Regions from separate parts of the Hordeum vulgare genome. Here region 1 is linked to region 2. The links are chromatin contacts, called in public Hi-C maps. All regions are on one chromosome and are shown on one strand. Each heading gives the region's core, a stretch centred on a gene start, on an enhancer-like site or on the middle of the called end of the contact. The rest is flanking DNA. Distances are from core to core; before and after follow the strand shown. Region 1 holds the start of LOC123410414 (putative receptor protein kinase ZmPK1). Region 2 has its middle 6.0 kb from the start of LOC123410279.

Evidence for each region. A called contact is a pair of places that touch in the nucleus more often than the background predicts.
Region 1: a Hi-C map of leaf shows a contact between it and region 2, with 2.9 times the contacts expected there. The contact joins the promoter of LOC123410414 here to the enhancer-like site in region 2. A contact is called at or near these places in 3 of 6 Hi-C or Micro-C datasets (leaf and seedling).

What each region holds. Positions count from the first base shown.
Region 1 is chr7H:622,165,609-622,171,643 of MorexV3_pseudomolecules_assembly, reverse strand. LOC123410414 (putative receptor protein kinase ZmPK1) reads right to left here and starts at 2,535. Exons shown (of 1, transcript XM_045103354.1): 1 at 1-2,535. The coding sequence starts at 2,436. The coding sequence ends at 100.
Region 2 is chr7H:622,008,994-622,015,414 of MorexV3_pseudomolecules_assembly, reverse strand. No RefSeq gene overlaps it. Among protein-coding and RNA genes, the nearest start is that of LOC123410279, 6.0 kb to the right of the region's middle. Within about 2 kb of position 4,929, at least 3 of the 3 cell types and tissues checked have open chromatin away from gene starts, as enhancers often do. A contact at or near this core is called in leaf and seedling, where this site is marked.

The DNA.
Region 1 (6,035 bases), core at 1,286-3,785, 160 kb before region 2:
TGGACGGAGTAAATGAGGAAATCTGGTAGCATGTGAGAAAGGTCACACATAAGCAAAAACAAATTTATTCAGGTCAATCTTCTCAGTTTCTCACTGTCTTTACTCTTGACAATGCAAGAGAGATTTCACAACTTCATTCATGCTCGGTCTCCTGCTTCTTTCTTCTGCGAGGCACGACACGGCAGTCGTAATCATAACTACCGCCTGATCGGTGTTGAACTGCCCATGAAGCTTCGCATCCACTATACGCGTAGCATCCCCGGTAGCTAAAGCTCCCTTCACATCCTGGACAAATGCTTTCAGTTTGATAACTTTGCCATCCCTTGTACAGCTTGAGATCCTCCTCCCGGCCACCAGTTCTAGGAGCACCACCCCGTAGCTGTAGACATCGACCTTAGCGTTGATTGGCAGATTCATCGCCCATTCCGGGGCCATGTAACCGTCTGTTCCTCGCATGTGTGAGAAGTTGAAACTGGATCCATCCCTTTTATACAGCTTTGCTAACCCAAAGTCAGCTATCTTGGCTTCAAAATCTCGGGTCAAGAGTATGTTCTCAGGCTTCACGTCACAATGTAAGACCCACTCGAGGCACTCATGGTGGAGGTAAGCCAGGGCCCTCGCCGACCCCAAGGCGATGCGGAAACGCTCGCTCCACGCGAGCAATCTGTCGGCGTTCGTGCTGTTGAACAGGTACCTGTCCAGTGACTCATTCTCCACAAATTCATATACCAGCAGCTTGCGCTTTGCTTCCGAGCAGAATCCCCATGTGCGAACCAGGTTCATGTGATTGATCCTCCCAATCACGCTCATCTCTGCCCGGAATTCCTCTTCGTGCTTGGTGATATCTATGAGATTTTTCACCGCGATGACCCTCTTATCTTTGAGCAGTCCTCTGTACACGATTCCAGAGCCGCCTCTTCCGACTTCTTCTCGGAACTTTCCGGTTGCTTGCTGTAGCTCTTGGTAAGTAAATCTCCTGAACTGGCTTCTCAACACCGCGTAACCCCCCCGTGTTGAATCTTGCATGCCATTCTTTGAGAGGAACCACCATGTGGTCACGATGAGAATGAGCTCCAGGGCTCCTAATAATCCAGGACACAGATAGAAATATAGCCATCTGTCCACGTGATCAGAAGACTCATGTGTAATCTTGGGACCACCATGGGGGCATGTGAGAGCCGACTGTTCTGATCCGGAGGCCTGAATGTCAGCAGTGAAGGGCACTTTAAGATAGACACTTCCTGGGAATGCAGGCGACTTGTATCCATTGAAGAGCAGACCTTTAGGGTAACAAACACCGGTTCCGGTTAGCCGGTAAGAGAAAGCGATGCAAGAGCACATGCCCAGGCAGATGTTTCTACAGTCTTCAAATGAGATGGAGTCGTTGAAGCCAAGATCAAAGTCGTAGTAATCAGTTTGGGGGATCTGGATGAACCTGTACCGGTCTTGCCCACAGTTGTAGCTGAACGTCGGCCTGCAGCCTTTGCTCCACATGTTTGGATTAACCATCTCAAATCCAGGAGGGCACGAGCAGCGGGGTCTCGGCGAGTACTCGAAGAACCCGTTTTTTCCACATAGGCCGTGCACATAGTGCATCTGCAGTATGGCTTGCCATGTGACCACCCATCTTCCGCTCGACGCATCCAAGCTGCGCATTCTGAGATTGCCGTCGTGCTCGAGCGTCAGCCTTCTTCTGATGAGTAATGCGCCATGGTCACAAGATTGTACCGTGAGGCCGTCGGTTGAGAAGAACCAACCCTTGTCATCGAGGACTGCAAGTCTGGAATTGTTGTTGAATCTCGGGGCATCATCTTGAAACATGGTGTAGTCATCATTTGGCCAGTAGATGCTGGAGAACTCTGGCCCGTTGTACACGAGACGTAGCCTGTTGTCGTTGTCGAAGTAGAGACTGTGGTAGCCGGCGACCAACCTTGTGTCTTTGGTCAGCTGCTGGCAAGGCAGCAAGGTATCGGTCGGCGTGGCGAAGCTCTGCCACAGCACCGCGCCGCCCGAGTCTCTGATGACGAGGTTTCCAGTCTCCAGCAGCGCGGCCGTCGGCCGGTCGCCCGCGCCCCCGCTGCTCGCCCACACTGTCGAGCCGTTGGCGTCGGCCAGGACAAGGTAGCCATCGTCGTGCAGCATCGCCTTGGACCCGTGCCCGTTCACCGGGGAATGGCGGTTGGCGGACCAGACGACGGCGCTGTCGGCCGCGCCGGCGAACCAGACGGAGAAGGTGAAGGCGTTTGAGCCGGCTGGGTAGAAGCCGCAGGAGAAGGTCGCGTTTGGTGAGACGAGGAACGTGTGCTCGTACTCCTCCACGGCGAGAGTTGAGCCGGCGCTCAGCGTCGTCAGCTGAGCCGATGCGCAGGTGATGGGCAGAAGAGAGGGGATCAGAATGAGGATCAGATAGGGGAGGGTGGCCATGGTTTTGCTCATCTTTTCTTTGATGTCTTGAGTCTGCTACCGAAGACTCAGGTCCTCCCAGTTTATGTGGTGTAATCTGCTGCCGCCGAAGACTCAGGTCTCCCATTGGGGAAGGTTCGTGCCCAATGGTAGAAAAGTGTAGTCTTCTACTGGTCTTGCAGGTTGTCGAGCGAGGCGTCTGCATCAGAGCAACTCTAGCAACTGTCTTATTATCAGCGTCCCACTCTCACCAATCCTCTCTATCATCTTGGAGTCTTATGTGGCGTGCTGCTGACCACATGCCTACCCGGGCGTGGCACGGACTTTTCTCGACCATGCAAAGCAAACCACGACTAGCTTCGCGCCGCGTCCAAAAAATGTTTTTACAGCACGCGCGCCGGCTGATTTAGCGCAGGGATAGACGCTGGCTCCAACAACTGCGTTATAATGCAGCGCGCGCGCCGCGCTTCAGCAATGCCAAAAAATGCAGCGCGTGCAGCAAGCACAAACCACATATACATTTCAAAAAATAGCGAGAAAAACGATCAAACAAACAAAATAAATCAACAATAAATAGTTATTACAACTCAAACAAATAGTTTCTCGTTCAGTACAACAAATAATGCAATAAACACAACCAATAGTTCATGAACAATACAATACAAATAATGCAATCAAATCATGCTCTTTGTCGTCCATGCCATGCACACCACTCTTCAATCAGATCCTTCTGAAGATCATTGTGTGTTGCGGGACGCCGAATGGCATGATACGAGGCAACAAAACAGGCAACTCTTTCAGCCCTCCGTCGCACTCGCACGGGATGTCCCAAGAGCTCATACTTTGAGTATTCTACATCTTGGCCACGCTCATTCTCGATGATCATGTTGTGCATGATCACACAAGCGTGCATGATGTACCAAAGCATTTTTTGATCCCAAAATCTAGCCGGTCCTCTCACAATAGCAAATTGGGCTTATAAAATCCCAAATGCTCTCTCCACATCTTTTCTAGCAGCCGCCTGAGCATTGTGAAAATCAAGATTTTTCTTACCTTCTGGCCGTGGAATTGCCCATGCCATGCCTTTGGACAATTTTTCCAACTCCAATGCATGCAATCTATTGAGCCAAGCATGCCAGGAAAGCCGCGAGATTTGTTCATCGCCAATAGCCTTGCGGCGTCTTCAGCAGTGGGAGATCTCAAATACTCCTCGCCAAACACTTGCACAATTCCCACTGCAAAGCGCTTGACACACATGATGGCTTGGCTCTCACCCATAGCCAAGTGATCATCAACTAAATCAGCCGGGATACCGTATGCCAACATACGCAAAGCGGCTGTCCATATCAAATTCTTCTTCGGAAGAATCATACGACGAACTCATCTACAAAGTTCAATACTATACTATAAAAAACTACAATTCAAAACATGCACCTAATTCATAAATTTGAAACAATGCATACCTTGTAGGCGTTTTGTCGAACACCTTGCGGGCGCGGCGCGACAGCGAGCGGTGGGGCGCTGTTCCTCGGACATCGGAGGCGCGCGAGGGCCGGCCGGACTAGGAGGGGTGGGGCGGAAGCGCGGCGGCGCGGGGAGGCCGGGGAAGCGCCTGAACGGGGGGGCGCGGGCGGCGGCCGCAGCGGAGACAGGCCGGGGAAGCGCCGGCGGGCGCGGGCGGCGACGGCGGCTCAGGGATAGGCCGGGGCAGCGCCGAACGGTGGCACGAGCGGCCGCGGCGGCGCGGTCGGATGGGGGCGGTCGCGAGAGTGCAGAGCGAGCGCAGAGAGTGCACAGCCAGCGCAGGAGAGAGCAGGAGAGAGCGCAGAAGAAAGAAGGAGCGAGCGCGGGAGAGTCGCGTGCACGGGAGCCGGCGCAGCAAATAATGGGCGCGGGATTGCGTTTCGGCCAGCGCGCTCAATTGGAAATGGCGCGCGCGCCGTTTTTGCGCGCCCGCTGGAGCTGCCGCCGCGTCGCGCGCGCGCTAAATACAGCATTTTTTACGACGCGGCGCTTGTATAGCGTGGCTGTTGGAGATGCTCTAAGGACATCTCCTACGGGGCTGCTCAAATCCGGACTAATTTCGTGTCCGTTGTGTCTGTTTGAGCAGCCGTCCGGGACACTGTCCGGCCAGTTTTGGCCACAACCCCCACAATTCAAAATGGAACATATGCAAATACCAAAATGCCCTAAAATATATAGCAAAAGAAGGTCACGGTCCAGCCATATCGGCCACGGTTCAGGCCATGCCGGCCATGGTTCAGGCAAGGTTCAGGCAATGCTGGCCAGGTGAGGCCATGCCAGCCAGGGCAAGGATGTACAAAAGCGATGTCGGCCACGGTCGAGGCCATGTCGATCACCCCTCGCCCTCCATGTACCGCTCCTGCTTCTTCTCGTAGTAGGCCTTCTTCCTCGGGGTGAAGCGGCTCAGGTCCATGGCCATGATCTGTGCCTCTTGGGCGGCCAGAGCGAGCTCGACCTCCTTCTTCTTGTTCTCGGCCTCCATGGCCCTAGTCGCGGCTTCCATGGCCCTTATCTTCGCGTTCTCCTCCTCTATCTCCAGCTTCTTCGTTTGCACGATGAAGAAGTTCTTCGTCACCTCCTCTCGCTCCCGGCGCTTCTTCTCGCCCCTCTTGTCCTTCTTGTCGCTAGTCTTGTCCTTCCGCGTGATGAAGCCCTTGAGGGTCTCTTGCAATGCGATAGTCGTGGCATCGCGCTTGAGGTCGAGCTTGGAGTTGGTTCGGCCCCTTGGCCTTTCACTTGTCGTGCCATCGGCGGCATGGCCCGTAGCCATTGGCGGCACCCCACCCGGCACGGCCACACCTTTCTTGAGGGCGTTGTGAAGGTCCTTCCATTTCTGGTTGTCCTTGAGCTTCCGGTAGCAATGGGCGAAGTTGAATGACTTGCCCCCATGCTCGGCCTTGTACACCTTCAACGCTTGAAAAGCCTACACAAAAGGGCATTGGAGGACATGGGAACGTATGGCCACTCACCAAGTCGCTGATGCCGATGCCACTTTGAGGCCGGGCCACGGCGTGCTCGTAAGAGCCGGTGAACTTGCTGCACTCCGCTGAGATGAGGCCAAATCTCTTTTGGATAGAGGCCTCGGTCCTTGTGGTGACCATGGAGTACGGATGGAGGAGGGCCCGTTCATGGTAGTTCTTGTACATCCTCCTCAAGTAGGCATTGCCCTTCATCTCAGCCCCGACGATGGTGTTGTGTCCCACCTCCATCCATGTGTCGCAGAGGCACTCGTCCTCCGCCTCGGTGAAACCGGCGCCCCGCTTCGTGTTCTTCCTCGTCGATTTGGCCTGCTGGGTGAGCTCGTCCATGAACATGGGCATGTCGTCGATGTGGGGGTCGTCCTGGACCTCGACTTCGTCGTCCTCCTCGTACAGCTCGTCCCCCAAGTGGACGTAGCTCGCCTGGCCATCCTGGTTGATCATGTTGGCCATGAACCCCTCGCCGTCCTCCCTTGTCAGGCCCGGCGTCGTCTGCGTGTACGGGTCCTGCATTTCACCGAACAGGTTGCATGGCACCGGAAGGACGACCGTGGGGGGACGGTGGCCACCTTTGCTCGACGGCGCAGTTGACAGGCCGGACACGGGCGTCATGTTCAGATCGATCGAGAC
Region 2 (6,421 bases), core at 3,680-6,179:
TGTACTGGGCAATACGAGCTTTAACATTGCACAGAACATGCTGTAAAAGAATGAGAACATAGATAACCAAGGCATATAATTCTAACTATTCAAACCAACATTAACAAAACTAAAACTATGCGCCACCACATAACCAATTCTTACAAACAACTTGAACCAAAAAGAAAATATTGAACTTATGACACGCCTCAAACACCACCGATCCAGCACCACAGGGAACCGATATAGAGAAGCTTCACCAGGGGGACAAGGGCCACTTTTCCTCAAGCAAGAATGGCAAGCTATAGTTGCAGAGAACATACTGTATAATTGAGTTGAAACCTGTCATTTGATAGTGTTGGATGGCCCCACCTGTAATTACCCCATAATAATCAATCACCCATAACTATAATGGAAAAAACAAAGTGAAAACATGAACACTGACGATGCTAACCATCGGACACAATTACCGCCGCAGAGCAAGGGATAAGAGGATCTTGAGAGGGGCAGAGGGGGCGAAACAACAATCGGAGAAGCGAGAGGCGACACGAGGAACGGGACTAGGGGAAACAAGCTGGACGACGGTGACGTCAACCCGAGGGAGGAAGATGGATGGGAGAAACAGATAAAAGGTATATGATCTAAAACCAAAAATGTATAAGGATTAAAGTGTAATAAGGAAAACAGGAAAACAAAAGAGTAAAACCAGAAAGCAAAAAACACGCGGGGTTGCCTCTGTGCGCCATAATTGTGAATGCAGAAGTCTCCCGAGCATGATGACGTGGCACTTGTCTCATGGGGAGGAGACACCTAGTTTTTTTGTTGAGAAATTACCCTCGTGCATTCTTTATGAAATTGTCACTATGTTTACATAGACGAAAAGGAAGATCACCAGGTTAGTCGTCCAACTAAACATGATGGTCAACCCGAGTCAGAGAGCATGTTTCACTAAGTTGTCAAGCTCGGTATTCGACCACTACTTGACATGACGTCAAGTCTTCCTCCCGCAAACCTAGCCGGTGACTATTTATCGAATTAAGCGAACCAATGTAGAACCATCACTCAAGCATCTGTAGTACTTGGGCTGGCCCATCTTCATGCAGATTAAAGTAAAAGAATTTTTTTAAGGGGGAGAAGGCAGGGTCAATCCCTGGTGTCCTAGGGTGATCATCGAGGATGGCAGCCACTCCGCGCACTTCTCGTTACTGTGTAGTTGTAGGGGTGCGACCTACTTGAGGCGACTCGATCTAGACTTTTCTGTTTTCTACTTATTTTCTTTATTTTCTTCTCTGGTTTTTTATTCTTTTAGTTTTCTTCTCTGGTATTTTCCATTCCTTTTCCAATTGTTTCTTCGTTTTTTGATCTTTTCATTTTTTTCATTTTTAGTTCTAATTTTTTGTTTCTTTTTGTTTATTTCATTTTCATACTATATTTGTTATATATGTCAACAATATTTTCTTAATACATGTTTAACATTTATCCACTACAAATTTAGCACTTTTCTTATATATGGTCAACATTTTTTATATCACATGTTTATTAACATTTTTCCAAATTCTCGATTAACATTATCCAGTGTGCTTGATTAACAGTTTTCAAATAAAAAGATTAACATTTTCTGAATACATGGCCAACATTTTTCTATACACATTTACCATTTTCCAAAGGCTTGATTTACATTTCTCAAAGACTTGTTCAACATTTTTGCAAGTGCCTAATTAATATTTTCATATACCAGATTAAAAAAGCATTATTTTTTAATGCATGGTAAACATTTTCTATAAACACACTTAACATTTCTCAACTGCTCCAGTGACATTTTTCAAATACTTGGTCAATATTTGCTTTAAAATGCTTAATTATCATTTTTATATACATGATCAACATTTATATTTCAAATACTCGTTCAAGAATTTTCAAATATGTATTAAATATTTTTTCTAATACAGATTAACACTTTCATATACATGATCAACATTTTATAAAATACTTGTTCAAAAAAAATAAATGTTCTTTATAGAGTACTTTTTGTAATAAACTCTATTTATCACCCATGATAGTTTTACGGTCAATTTATTAATAAATTATATTTGAAATAAAAATAGTTACATTTATATTCATCCACTACGTAAAATTTGATGTAAGAAAAAAAATATAGGTTACACGACCAGGAAAAATAATTTATTGTATATTTTTTATATTTGTAATTTTACGTGCCATAAAATATTTTTTACGATGATTATATATTTTTCTTACGGTTGCTTTTAATGTATAAAATAACACAAAATTTATGAAGCATAAATTATGGTACACCGATGTTAAAATAGAGGGTGGGGGTGAAGAATAACTATTTCTCATCCGGGATGACGAATAGCGCAGCCCTATATAAATTATAAAATTAAAGAAAAAAACAAAATCAAAAGTAGTAAAAAATAAGTAAAAGATGTTATGGCCTCCCGCCCGTGTGGGTTGGCCGAAATCACTTGCCCCTTTCGCGTCTCCGAAGCCAGACTCGCTGAAGGCGAATATAGGGGCACCCCACACTCAGCTCGCTCACCAAGGCTGCTAGCATAATCTTGAGTTTATGTGTGACAAGATTTGTGTCTAATCTTGAGAGTTAGCATCATGTATTAGTTGATTCCCGGCATGAGTTTGTAACCGATTCATATGTATGACTTGCATGTCATGAGATCGGTACATGGGCAAATTCCAACAATTGATATGAGAGCAAGGTTCAGGAATTTGAAGTTGTGCTTGCCCTGAGGTGGTGAGCTATTACCGCCTCGGGGCGGGACATGAAGTTGCTAGGTGGTGCTGCGACGAGGAGGATCAGGCGATCGTCGCTCGACGAAGCGACACGAAGGGAGGCGTGAGACTATCATCGACAATACGGTGGAAGATGATCGTTGATGGGAGATTCGTGCCGAGGTGCGGTGCCAAGAAGACTCGTGAAGATCATCATCCGAGGGAGTCAAGGAGTCGTGCGGGGTTGGCACATGTTGGTCGTCGTTGTCTCAGCATTGTCATGTCCAAGTACTCATCTATGTGAGGATCTGTTGAAGACGAAAAGCGTCTAAATCGTTTGCGCGTCTAAGTTGTTTGCGTATCTCGAGGAATCCTCACCGAGACAACACTTGGGAATGACAATACCAATTGTTGGACCCATGGATCAATCACATTGAAGTAGACGATGAACAAACACACACAAAAATCTTGTAACCAAGGACACATGTCACGTCCCTATATTTTACCGGTTTTGGGAACCTTCTAGAATTTCTGAACCAATTTTTTAATATTTCGTTTTCTTTTTCTTCTTTAATATTTTTATGTTTAAGTTTATGTTTCTTTTTATTATGTTTTATTTTTATTTTATTTCCTTTTCTTTTTTATTTGTCCTGTTTTTTTGTTTAGAAATTTCATTTTTTTTCAACGTTTTAAAATACATTCTTATGTTAAATTTGTGTTCACAATTTAAAAAAACATATCTTAATAAAGCTTCCGTAGTTTCAAAAAAAATCTCGTATTCAAAATAAAAAAATAAAAAATAATTGTCATAATTTCCAAAATTGGTCGTGTTTAACAAAAAAAATCAAGAATTTCGAAAAATGTTCCTGTGTTCTAATTGTTTTTTCAAAATTTCAGAAAACTGTTTGTATTTCAAATATGTTCAGGAAATTTCAACAAAAAATCTTGTTATAGAATTCTGTTAACTGTTTCAGAAAAATGGTCATGTTTAAAAAATGTTCATTGTTTTATCAATTTCTTTGCTGTTGAAAAAGTATTAGCATGTTTCAGTTTTTGTTCGCATTTCCAAAAAAAATAAAGAATACAGTTGTCCTGTTTTTTTGTTTGGAAATTTCATTTTTTTCAAAGTTTTAAAAATACATTCTTATGTTTAATTTGTGCTCAGAATTAAAAACAAACATATCTTAATAAAGCATCAGTAGTTTCAGAAAAAATCTCGTATTCAAAATTAAAAAATAAATAAATAATTTTCATAATTTCCAAATTGGTCGTGTTTAACAAAAAATCAAGAATTTTGAAAAATGTTTCTGTTTTCTAAAAAAAAGTTCAAAATTTCAGAAAACTGTTCGTATTCAAAATATGTTCAGGAAGTTTCAACAAAAAATCTTGGTATAGAATTCAGTTAACTGTTTGAGAAAAATGGTCAGGTTTAAAAAATGTTCATTTTTTTATCAATTTCTTTGCTGTTGAAAAAGTATTCGCATGTTTCAATTTTTGTTGTCATTTCCAAAAAATAAAGAATACAAATTTTGCTTGCAATAAAAAATGTTCTGTTTTAACTTTTTTGTTCGGAACTAAAAAATTGTTCATGTTTCCCTTTTTTGTTCAGAACTTAAAATCGGCTCAGGATCTCAGAAAATATCCAGAAAACCGTTGAAAAATATTCAGGAATTTCAAAAATAGTTTGGGAATTTCAAATAATGACCCCATTATGAAAAATTTAAATTTTTGAACGTTTCGATTTTTTTCCAGATCTTCGAATAATTTTGGGAAATGTTAAAAAATGTTCCCGCTTACAAATTGTATTCACAAATTTTAAAATGTTTATTTTAGAAATAATATTCCCAAATTCAAACTTTCTTTGCATTTTCCTTTTTTCTTCGCAAATTAAAATGTTCAGGAATTTCTAGAAATGTGCGAGCTTTCCAAATTTCTTCACAAATTCGAAAAATGTCATGTTTGCAAATTTTGTTTGCGGATGCTAAAAATGTCCGGGCAACTTAATTTTTTTTGACACTTTGAAAAAATCAAATATATACAGAATTAAAAAAAATGCTTAAAGCACTCGAATCGTTCATACTTTTGTAAAAAGAAATGGATTTTTTGAATATCTATTGCAGTGTCGAGTTGTAGCAGTAACACCGCGCTATAGTACTCGCCCCAGTGTTGCAGTATATACCATCCCATCCGCTACACTGCCCTCCTGATGGGCTGGCCCAGTCTGGACCCGGCCTGTGTGAAGGAGCGGCTACCTGCTGCAACAAGCAGCATATAAGAAGTCCCTTTTCAATTGGTGTCTTGGCAAAAAGCGAAAATGCCAGAAGTCACTAGTTAACGAGCGTTCCTTCAAAAGCCTCGCAGCAAGCACTTCCACGTGTCGTCACTTGTCGCGTTCTCAGCCACCGTCATATGTCGCGTTCTGAGCGCTTCTTCCGGATTTATTTTTTTATTTTTTTTCGCATGAGTTTTTGGCTTGAACATTTTTTTTAGGTTTTTCACCTGTCTTTGTTAGCTTTTTGACGGAAAAAAGTCGCGCAAAAAACATGTTTTTTTGTGAGAGACACGGTTTTATTTTCGCGAAAGGCACGATTTTACCTTCGCGAGAGGCACGGTCGTGCCTCTCGGAAACAAAAAAACGTGTTTTTTTTGCGAGAGGCACGGTTTTGCTTTCACGAGAGGCATGGTTTTGTCTTCGCGAGAGGCACGACCTTGCCTTTTGAAAAGGGAAAATAATAACGCGTTTTTTTTTTTTTGCGAGAGGCATGGTTTTTTCTACGAGAAGCACGTTTTTGCTTCCGCGAGAGCCATGGTTTTACCTCACGAGAGGCACGACCCTGCCTTTCGGAAAGGGAAAAATAATAACGCGTTTGCTGAGTTTTTTCACGAAAGGCATGATTTTTTTTTACGAGAGGCACGATTCTATCTTCGTGAGAGGAAGGCCCGTGTCTTTCAAAATGAAAAAAATAACGTATTTTCTTTCTGCGAAAGGTACGGTTTTGTTTCGTGAGAACACGGTTTGTCTTTGTAAAGCAAGCTCGCTATAGTTTCTGCTTCGAAACGCTTAAACTAGTCTGTAGTTTATATGGATGGATGTACTCCGGCGGAGAAGGTATTCCCCAAATATGCAGTTTCATTCAGAAAAATGGTACCCCTGGATTTTCTCTACTCGATAACCTGAGTCTGCACCTTAAGTTGGATATCCATATGTCATCTCAGTGTCAATATCAACGTCAGACCACCAGCATGACCGGTTTTAAAACATGGTTTTCTTAAATTTAAAACAAAACTCTGTAGATTGCAAGGGGAATGACTTGACCAATACTTAAAGCACGCTCTACTTAAAAAAGAGAAAACAATTTTGTTGAGTTTGAAATGCTTAATATTTGATGAAATCACCTTTTTGTTTCTCTTTTTTGCCTGAGATATGCTTAAATATGTTGTAAACATTTTGCGGGAAGCTTTTTTTTTTTCAAAATACTCCCTCTGTATCATAATACTTGTTGGGGAGAACTAGTCTAGTTCTTCCCAACAACAAGTATTTAGGAACAGAGGGAGTATAGTTTAAGCTTTGAATTTGAGAGCCTTGCAGGATGGTTTCTATGATCTTGCCAACTTAATGCCTCCTTTTTTCCCTGAATTGAGGAGCATAGAACCCAATTTCAATCATCATGAATCTGATCAGACAAGATCCCTCGAC